2 separate regions of the Anser cygnoides genome follow, and region 1 is linked to region 2. A link is a contact called in public Hi-C data. All regions are on one chromosome and are shown on one strand. Each heading gives the region's core, a stretch centred on a gene start, on an enhancer-like site or on the middle of the called end of the contact. The rest is flanking DNA. Distances are from core to core; before and after follow the strand shown.

Region 1 (4,776 bases), core at 1,994-4,493, 55 kb before region 2:
ATTGCACTGCTGTGGTAGTTAAGTGACGCCTATGGAGGACACAAATGGAACTGTTACAGGACAAGTTAAACTCTTTTGTTCCTTAAAAATATGTACAAAAAGCAATTAACTTAAACATGGCCTATATAAAAAAAACAACAGTATGCTAAACAATTATTTAAGATTTTGGGTAAGTGTCAGCTGTTGGCTAACAACTGATCTGTTACTTGTTTTCTTGTCAGCAGCTTTTTAGTGCCTGGACAGGGCTTGAGGTGCATACCCTCATACCCTGCACCTCTAGAATACCTACACTGTTAAGATCATGTTCTGTTCAGTTGATTAAACTGTAACGGAATGAAGTATTGTTCATACCTCAAGCAGGCTATTGACTTAGAACTAGCTTTGCATGTATTTAATATACTTCAGAAATCTAGTTTCAGCTGTAACAGACTGACACTTAATTAAAAGTTAACAGTAATAATGCAAATAATAACATGGAACAGGAGCTAAGACCGAGCGATACAATAAAAAGGGAGAAACAGCTTATTAGCCAGTATTTTTTTTCAGTGCAGAAACTAAAAATAGTACACTAACTGAAAGCATCCAAAAAGAGAAACTCATTAATCTTTTTAAAAGTTAAAAAAAAAAAAAAAAAAAGGGGGAATAGTAGGTCAGCAGATGGGTCTATTGACAGGGAAAAAATAATTTCTGCTTACTAGAGCACCATTATAAAATACACAACTAAAATATGTAGCTGCAGAAAATATTTTGAGTGTCAAGTCTTAAAAAATGCTGTAAACTACGAAAGAAAGCATTTTTTTAGGTAAACTGCTACACAGTACATACATCATAGTTTATGTAGGGAAATGTAATGGGAGGTTGTGGCTTGAGTCCTAGACTCCCATTGAGCGACATTGGGCAAAACAGCGAGCTGTGACTGGAGAGGTGTACAATTCCTAGGGCTGTGTTCATCAGCCTGTAAAAGTTCTTCTGAGAATCCTGGGGAGAAAAATCCAACAAATGTGTTCTTAAAGATGCAAACGAGATCATTTAATTCAGATTGGGCATGATAGCTTTACATATTCTTGTTTTTTTTTCAGTTACTTACCCCCATGTTATGCATGACTGGAGTCAAGCCCCAGGTCAGGATTCCTTTTCCTGAATACTCATCGTAGAGCAGTTCTGTCACCTTGGCACCAACTCCAGAGAACCCACTGTGTAGGTCACAGAGGACTTGAAATCCCTGTGTAAAACAAGAGACATGACATGAGTTTCTGTTCAATCTTAAAAGAAGTTTGTTTAAAAAGAAAGGGGGGGGAGGTTGGACTGAGCTATCAAACCTGCAGATAATCACACTCTTCGACATAGAAGTGCAACCGATCTTCCAGCTCCTCTACACAGCCATGCTCTTGCAGGAGCCTTTCACCTTGTCCAAAGGCTTCTAGACGACCAGACTCCCTAAAAAGTAGAAAAAGCTCTTATTCTACTCTCTCTTAATGTTCCCCTGAAGACAAAATTAAGATCCTGTTCTGGATAACAAATTCTGAACTAAATGGCTGTTGCCTGTTAGCCTTCTGCTAAGACCTACCCGTTGTGATTGTACTGCTGGATGACGTAGATGCTCCGGGGATGCAGCTGCACATTGAGGTAATCGGACCAGACCTGCATGCTGCTACCTGAGTAAACATCCTGGGAAACATCGAGCTGCACAGGGGCAGAAGATGCATCTGGAAAGAGAGCAGTATGAAGAGCCAACATCTTTTCCACTCTGAATATCCCCTTGATAGGAAAGGCAAATGGGGAAAAAAGCTTCCCCTGAAGTTGTGTGGTACAGTTGCTCAACCTGTTTGCTTCTTTAAGCAAATAAATGCTTCTTTAAGCAAAGAAATGCTATTCTGTAACTTTTCCTCTTGTGCCCTTGTATTAGTTCACAGACAAACCATCTACCATCAGTCTGCAGTCACGAGGGCTGCTCTGCCTTTCCAGAATTCTTTGATCTTCAGCAAGGAAACCAAAACCATCAGGACTGAACAAACCAGGTAAGACAAAAACATAACATACAGAAAGCACATGCACACCTTGACGAGAAGTGCCGAAGCTGCCCTTTCCATCAGAACAAGCATCTCCCTAAAGAAAAAGCCCAGGGAAGGTGGTTACGGGACGCTTTGCCTCTTCTTTTCGTGGACGTACAGGACAAAGCCCAACGTGTGGACACCAGACCGCGGACAGGCCTGTAGCCCCTCTGTGGGGAGGAGAAGCTGAGAGCTGGGGCTGCTCAGCCACGAGGAGGCAGCTCCGAGGGATCCCATCCACGTCCATCAATCGCTGCCGGGAGGCGCGGAGAGCAGCAGGCTCCTGCCAGCGGTGTCCAGCAGAGCCTCCACGTCGTGCCGAGGCTCTGCCGGGGCACCGGGAAGCACGGCCCGGCCGGGCAGGTGACGGAGCCCCGGCACGGGTACCCAGCGAGCGCGGAGCCCCGAGAGACCCTGGAGATCTCCGAGCGCCACCCAGACGCGGTGCTGGGCGCCCTGCTCTGCACCAGGGACGGGACCCGGAGGCGCCGCGCCGCGCCCGGGGAAACCGAGGCGAGGCCCCCGGCGCAGCCCCTGCCTCCGGCCCCGCTCCTCCCTCCCTCACCGTCCGCTGCCCGCGGTCCCGCGGCGAGGCGCCTCCGGCCGCCGGCTGCTCCACGTAGCTCGCCACGTCCCCGCGCCTGCAACGCAAAGCGGCGGCGGCTGCCGGCTGCCCCTCGGCGGCCCCGCACCGCCCCCGCCGCCGCTACTCACCAGGCCGCCGGAGCCTCCGGGCAGGCGGCGCCGCGCCCCAGCGAGCCCACGCCGCCTGCAAGAGGGGAGCAGCGGGGAGCGGGGTGGCCCCGCCGCGCCCCGGCCTCCCTCCGGCCCTCCCTCACCCCGTGCCGGCCCTCCCGGCGCTACCTTTCAGCTCCAGCGCGATGAGGCGCGGCGTGCGGCTCTCCTCCCGGCCGCCCGCGGCCCTCAGCAGGGCCCCGCTGCCGAGCTCGGCGGAGCCGCGCGGCGCCGCGGCCTGCGGGGGACGGCGAGCGGGTGAGCGCCGGGCCCCCTCCCGGTCCTTCCCGGTCCCCCCCCCCCGTCCTCCTCCCGCCGCCCACCTGCAGCCCCCACCAGTGGGAGCCCACGCAGCCCGCGTAGGGGCCCAGCTGCAGCGTCACCGCCTCCCCCGCCGCCATCGCCCCGCCGGGCCGCGGAACCGGAGGCGCGTCACGGCGCGGGCCCCCCTCCAGCCACCGACACCGAGAGCGACAGCGGGAGCGGCTCCGCCCTTTATTGATGGCGCTACAGCGGCCCCGCCAGGCGCTCCAGCTGCTGCGGGTTGGAGCCGCTCAGGAAGCGCAGCTCCTCCTTGCCGGCCTCCGTGCGCGCTGCAAGACAAGAGGGACGAGAAGGGGCGCTGAGGCTGCGGCTCCGCGGCCGGCCCCGACCCTCGGCATCCCCCCCCGGCCCGCCTCTGCCCGGCCCTCGGCCGGCTCAGGCCGCACCTTGCTCGTGCTGAAGCCATTTCCGATGGAGGTAGTAGTGGTAGCAGCTCTCAAATTCCCGCTGGCTGTAGTTGGGAACTAGGACAGGGACAAAAGGATCCAAAGCGTCGAATCCTTCCTGGAAGGGAAAGGGAAGCCTGAGAGTGCCAAAAGGAAGGCTGCCGACAGTCAGGAGCACACGGGCACAGCTTCGTGGCACTGGTGGAGCTGTCTGCAAGGGGCAAGCTCACACAGAATTAAGCAAAGGAAACTAACGATGCGCGTGATCTGAAGATGATTAAAGAAAGCCTGCAATCTTTGGACCTGAATACAGTTCCAAAACAAGGATTTCTGTTTGTTTTCTAATGTGAAAGAAAGGGAAGAAAAAAAAAAAAAAGACAACTCACCTTTCCTAGTAACTCATGGGGCAAATATGCAGAACTTGGTTTGAATAGAGAGCCAGTCTGGCTAAGCGTTGTCACAATAGCACCTCCATTCTAAAAGAGATGTAGATTACAGCATATTTTACCTGCAAACTTTGCATTTGTGAAATAGTTACAGATTCTAAACAAGTGAGGTCCTTTCTTCCCTGTTCTCACAGTTACTTCAATTCCAAAATTCTGTGTAATGGACCCAATATAATGCTCCTAAGTATGTTAATCGTGGCTATTCCAAGTATACATGCAGCACAGGAAAGAGAGCTGGTGTTTAAGTGTTGGCACTGAAACATGAATGGCATTTATGAGTAAGAATGACACCTGAAACATCGAAGAGACTTTTAAAAGAAATTCTCTGTATACATTTAAATCTGAAGACTACCTGAGAGATTAACATGCAAGGGACTGAAAAAGCAGCAGAAGGAATTAACCTCCTACAGCACGAAGTTTAACAGTTTCTAGAAACTAAAAGTTCTCATTAGTTCAACAAAATCATAAAACAAAATGTTATTAAGAGTTTTTAAAAACTGCTACCTCAGGAAGTGTGAGTCAAACTGGAGTTTGGCATTCAAGAAAATCATCACTACACATTTAAGCTGTTCTTATACTCTGGTACACACAGCTGCTGCTGGCCGATGTCAGAAACATTGATGAGATACTAACCCTAAACAGTCGCATTGTGCTTATGCTCCTCTTCACTGAAGAAATAGCACGATGTTAGTTTGCAGCTTTACACTTACCAGCACGTAGCTTTAATTGCTGCAAATAAGGCACCCGAAGGTAAAGAACAAGACTCACCCAGTTATTCATCATCATCTTCCTTAGGTTGTACACTAGTGTCAGCTCCTCTGGAGAAACCTAATG
Region 2 (4,690 bases), core at 845-3,344:
AGCTGAAGAGTTTGAAAGATCTGTTTGAATCAGTAAGCATAAACATTTAAGAAGCAGTTTTCAGAACTGAAGGTGTTAATTTAAATTGACAAGAACATGACCTTTCTCAATTCATTTTTGAATTAGGTCATATAACCCTGCTGCACGACTGAACCATCTGTTGGGATGCTCAGGTTCAGTTTGCAGTGCAGTGATCCTGTTCTCTTCATAAGGCCGTGACCTCAAGTTTGTTTGTAGTAGCAGACACAAACAAGCTTCTGCAATAAAGATAAGGCTGTTTTAATTGCTCTGTATTGGGTAGCTGGAGAGTAGTTTAACTGCAGAGCAGAGTTACAAGGTTTAGGACTGTGCCAGATAACTGTACTAGTGCCTACTTGATGAGGGCTGGAAGGACATTCCACATACTGCAGGCACGGTGCCAGGGCACTTGAAAGAGCCTTTTGTTTCGCCTGGTGAGGTCATAGAAGTGAAAGCAAATTCCCGGCAGATTTAGCTCTTTCCTGGAACCTGCTATGGATGAATAAAGCATTGAAAATAAAAAGTAATTTAGGAGTACATTGTAAGGAAAACAGCACAATTTTAATTTCCAGTTGTGAGGGTATGCATGTGAATTTACACAAAATCACAGTCTATTGCTGGAGGAACGTAAAGGCATTTATCACCATTTAGAAAACCTGGGAAAATCTGACATGAGACTGACACCTCATCTTTAGTCACTCTTCTCGCTACAGTTTTGTGACAATTTTCCAACAACATGCCAAGAGAACATTTTAATCTTAGCTAGAAGTAGCCTAGCACTTGTGTCAAGCCTCAGGTCTTAATATTAACAGAGCATTTATTAAGTCAGTTTCCTTCCTTTAGGAAAGGATTGGGGTGACGGTAAGTTTTGGAATAAAGACAAAATCTACAGTGAAAGCAGTGTCTCCTGTCTAAAAAGTTTCAAATATTGCTGAAAATATCCTGAAGTCATTCTGAAACAATTAGGAATGTCTTTGTCAAGTCTGAATTACTTTGGTAAAGGTTGTAGGAAAAGGTTTGGAAACTTTTCAAAACTCAAAATCTGTTTCCTTTAAGTACACTACTGTGATTTACCACCTTGTATGAATCACATATGCAGAATTTTTGTATATGTGTTTGATCTCTGTGCTAAGTCATTTTAGTATGTACACAGCTAAGGAGAAAGCATCTCCTTTGTTTGGGATTGCTGCAAGGAGTTACCAGTGTCTGCTGTATGACACAGAGCCGTCTTCAGTTTTGTCAATTATTTGCTGTTCTGTAACTTGCATTCAGTTAACCCCTCCTGGACAAACACCTGCAGGGTTCCTGGCAGGGCTCTTCAGACTTTAACTGTAACTGTTAAAGTTTAATGACACCCTTAAAGTTCAGTCATCGAAGCAGAATGCAGCTCCCCTCTGTCACCTAACTCAGCAAGCCCATCTCGTTTCTGAGACAGTAGCTTACGTGGTGTCTATACAGCTTTAAACCTCAGTGCAAAACCAGAGTAGAATGCAAAGGCTAGCAAGATGGAATGCTCTTTCCTGTGCTCGTCACTAATAAATAAAATGTTCTCGGAAGATTCTGCTATTCTGCCTTTTTGACTTTCAGACATGGAGAGGCCCTGTCAGAATTCTGGCAGTATGCCTAGGAGCAGTCCTTTTTGCCCCTTGGGGATATGTGAATATGAATGTGTACAACTTATAAACCTTTTTGTTTCAGGGAAGTATCTCAGACAAAAGAGAATTGACTTCCAGCTGCCTTACGACATCCTCTGGCAGTGGAAACACAATCAGGTACAAGATAAAAAGTTACTCGTTGCCAAGATTATGATTGGAAGTCTTGGAAAAAAAAAATAGAATTCTTGCATGAAAGCTATGTTTATATATTCTATGTATTAATGAATATTCTTATTGCTGCCACTGGGTGAGGAAAAAAGGATTTGCATATGTATTAAATGTGAAGAGTTTCCATTATTCTATCTTTTACAAAATAGCAATCCTATAGGTTTCTGCCAAAAAAGTCATTAGTTTTGCTGCAGACTTTTATTTTGGTAGTGTGCCTGCTTTCTGCAATGATCTTGTTTTAGACACGCCTCAGGAGAATTCAGATGTACTGCCAACAGCACAGAGAAATTTCAGGCCTTATTTTTCTTGGATCACTCCCAGCAGAGTGGAATTTATTTTTCACTTGCAAGCTGAAATTTTCGTACTGAGGAAAGAAGAGAAAGTGTTTAACAGTCACATTCTTTTTAAAGAGCTTTAAATATGTGCAAAACTAAAAATAGGATTTTTTTTTTTTTTTTCCCTGAGAAGTTTCCACCAAGTGATTTAACACAGGATTTAATGCTGGAAGGTAGATCTGTCCCCAGCTGTACAGCAAGAAAGCGCTCTGAGACATGTAACTTAAGCATGTGAATGAGCAAGACAAATTCCCAGGTGGTTGTGGCTCCAGCTACCTTTTGAAATACCACCAAAATGTAATCTTAAAGTAATGATAGCTCTTGACATTTCAGCTGAGGACAGTTTCTTGCCGTGTACTGAAGATTGCCTACATCTGCCTGACTTATCTGTTCAATATTGCATAAATAATGGATACATATGATCTATTTCCTTGACATTTTCCATAGCTACCTAGAATATTGAAAACCATTACAGAATAGTCTTGTTTGTACAACATTTGTATAGTTCGTACAATGCCTGTCTGCCATGTATGTTACTGATGGAAGGCTCTTAGTGCAGTACGTGGGTTATATATGTAGTAATTTGAAATTATTCCTTAAAGCTTGTCTGAAAGAATTTCCCTTTTCCCTCCAGTCATCTGCATCTGCAGAGGACGCTTTTCTAATTAGAAGATGGAATCTTCATTTCTCTTGGTTGTTACCTGTAGTCACAGTTTTGATTATCACCTTAATTTTACTTTTTCACTTTTTTTTTTAAATGTTGGCATGTGATAATTCCACCAAAGATACTTTCTCCAAAGTAGTTTTAAATAATTGTTCTTCTTTTAAATATTGAAAAAAACCAGCATTGCTCAGAATAATCCCAAAATAGTTGGTCCTCATGATAACATCTCGTTCTGTTCAGATGTTATGGAGGGAATAAGCAGTATGTTAGAAAAACTGCTTAGCTACTTCATTAAGCATAACTTCTACTTGATTGGGTACTTCTGTGACCTCTTTCTAAATGTAATCTGGGCCTAAAGAAGAGAATGCAGATATATTTCATAGAATCAAATTATCTAGTAATGATTACAAAACCTTTATATATTAACAGGACATAATTTCCCTGATTCTTTTGAATAACAGATGCAGTTATGCAATGTATTAAAATTTTCTTTCTCTTCCTTTTAGTTGTATAAAAAGCCAGATGTCCCACTTTATAAAAAAATCCGTTCTAGTAAGTAAAATCTTATTGTTACTAAAATGTACAACTGGAATTTTCATAACACTCCTCCTTTCTTTTGTGCTCTTCATCCTAACAAAGACACTTCCAACTTCTATTTTTGCTTTACGTAAGTGGATTGAAAAATTTCTAGATAGTTACATTTTTCACCTGGCAAGAATTTCCCCCCTCTCCTTTTCTTTTCCCCTCCCCTCTATAGATGTCTATGTGGATGTCAAACCTCTTTCTGGCTATGAGGCCACTACCTGCAATTGTAAGAAACCAGATGATGGCAACGGAAAGGGCTGTGTGGAAGACTGTCTTAACAGGTTAGAAACAGGTTGACTGTAAATAATAAGAGAATTTCAACATATGTATTATTTCACATAAACTAATAATATTTTAAGAAGAGAGTTGTGCTGAATGCACACCTGTTAAAAAAAATGGTTTTGTTAAAGAGCAAACATTGTAACTCTCTGCTGCAGGTATTCCTCTACCTTTTCTTCAGAGGAATATCCCAATAAAAGCTACATCTTGCTCTTTGAATATCAGTGAGAGCCGGGGTGTGAATTTTTGTGTGAATTGTGCCTCGAAAACAAGAAGCATTTTAATTATTAATTAACTTTTACTTAACAGAGGAAGGTTTTTTGCTTGTGTGATAGTTTAAAGAGTATTCTGTTTGTCTTCTTTCAACTTCTTTGTTCTTTATTTTAGGATGATCTTTGCGGAGTGTTCACCAAACACCTGCCCTTGTGGTGAACAGTGTTGTAACCAGCGGATACAGAGGCACGAATGGGTGCAGTGCCTGGAAAGGTTCCGGGCTGAGGAGAAAGGATGGGGTATTCGTACCAAAGAACCCCTGAAAGCAGGACAGTTTATCATTGAATATCTGGGAGAAGTTGTTAGTGAGCAAGAATTCAGGTAGAAATATTTATTCACTATTTTAGCATGTAAGGCTCAATAAATGACTTTAGCATCTATTATAATTGTTGGGAAATCCTAAGACAGAAATGAATGGGAGAATAATGGAAAGAAAAAAGAATGCTTTTCTGGTCACTGCCACCAGAAGGAAGGCTTAGAATTCAGCTTTCTTGATCAACCAGCTTTTTCTCAGTCAAATAGAGGAGTGATTAGTGTATGGAATGCAACATCTGCTCTGTAAATGCCAAATGCCACAAGTGAATGTGAATTTGATATTATGAGTACTGTGCAGAATTTGAATTGTGAAAAATAGAATCGAGGGGGCAGAATGGGGCAGAAAAAGAAATGAGCTTTCGCAGATAGGTATGAAGACAAAAGAACAAGTGGGAGCA

What was found. Hi-C and Micro-C count contacts between places; a contact is called where the count stands out from the background.
Region 1: a Hi-C map of liver shows a contact between it and region 2, with 2.3 times the contacts expected there. The contact joins the promoter of MSTO1 here to the enhancer-like site in region 2. A contact is called at or near these places in 2 of 7 Hi-C or Micro-C datasets (both in liver).

What each region holds. Positions count from the first base shown.
Region 1 is chr33:3,340,540-3,345,315 of Taihu_goose_T2T_genome, reverse strand. It overlaps MSTO1 (misato mitochondrial distribution and morphology regulator 1), which reads right to left and starts at 3,243. Exons shown (of 14, transcript XM_066985904.1): 1 at 3,110-3,243; 2 at 2,916-3,024; 3 at 2,766-2,820; 4 at 2,617-2,692; 5 at 2,058-2,106; 6 at 1,568-1,706; 7 at 1,320-1,437; 8 at 1,088-1,222; 9 at 826-978; 10 at 1-29. The coding sequence starts at 3,187. It overlaps DAP3 (death associated protein 3), which reads right to left. Exons shown (of 13, transcript XM_066985908.1): 10 at 4,711-4,770; 11 at 3,883-3,972; 12 at 3,497-3,614; 13 at 3,263-3,379. The coding sequence ends at 3,294.
Region 2 is chr33:3,284,100-3,288,789 of Taihu_goose_T2T_genome, reverse strand. ASH1L (ASH1 like histone lysine methyltransferase) reads left to right here. Exons shown (of 28, transcript XM_066985888.1): 8 at 1,717-1,790; 9 at 3,347-3,392; 10 at 3,598-3,706; 11 at 4,092-4,298. Among named protein-coding and RNA genes, the nearest start is that of RUSC1, 28 kb to the right of the region's middle. Within about 2 kb of position 2,094, at least 2 of the 3 cell types and tissues checked have open chromatin away from gene starts, as enhancers often do. A contact at or near this core is called in liver, where this site is marked.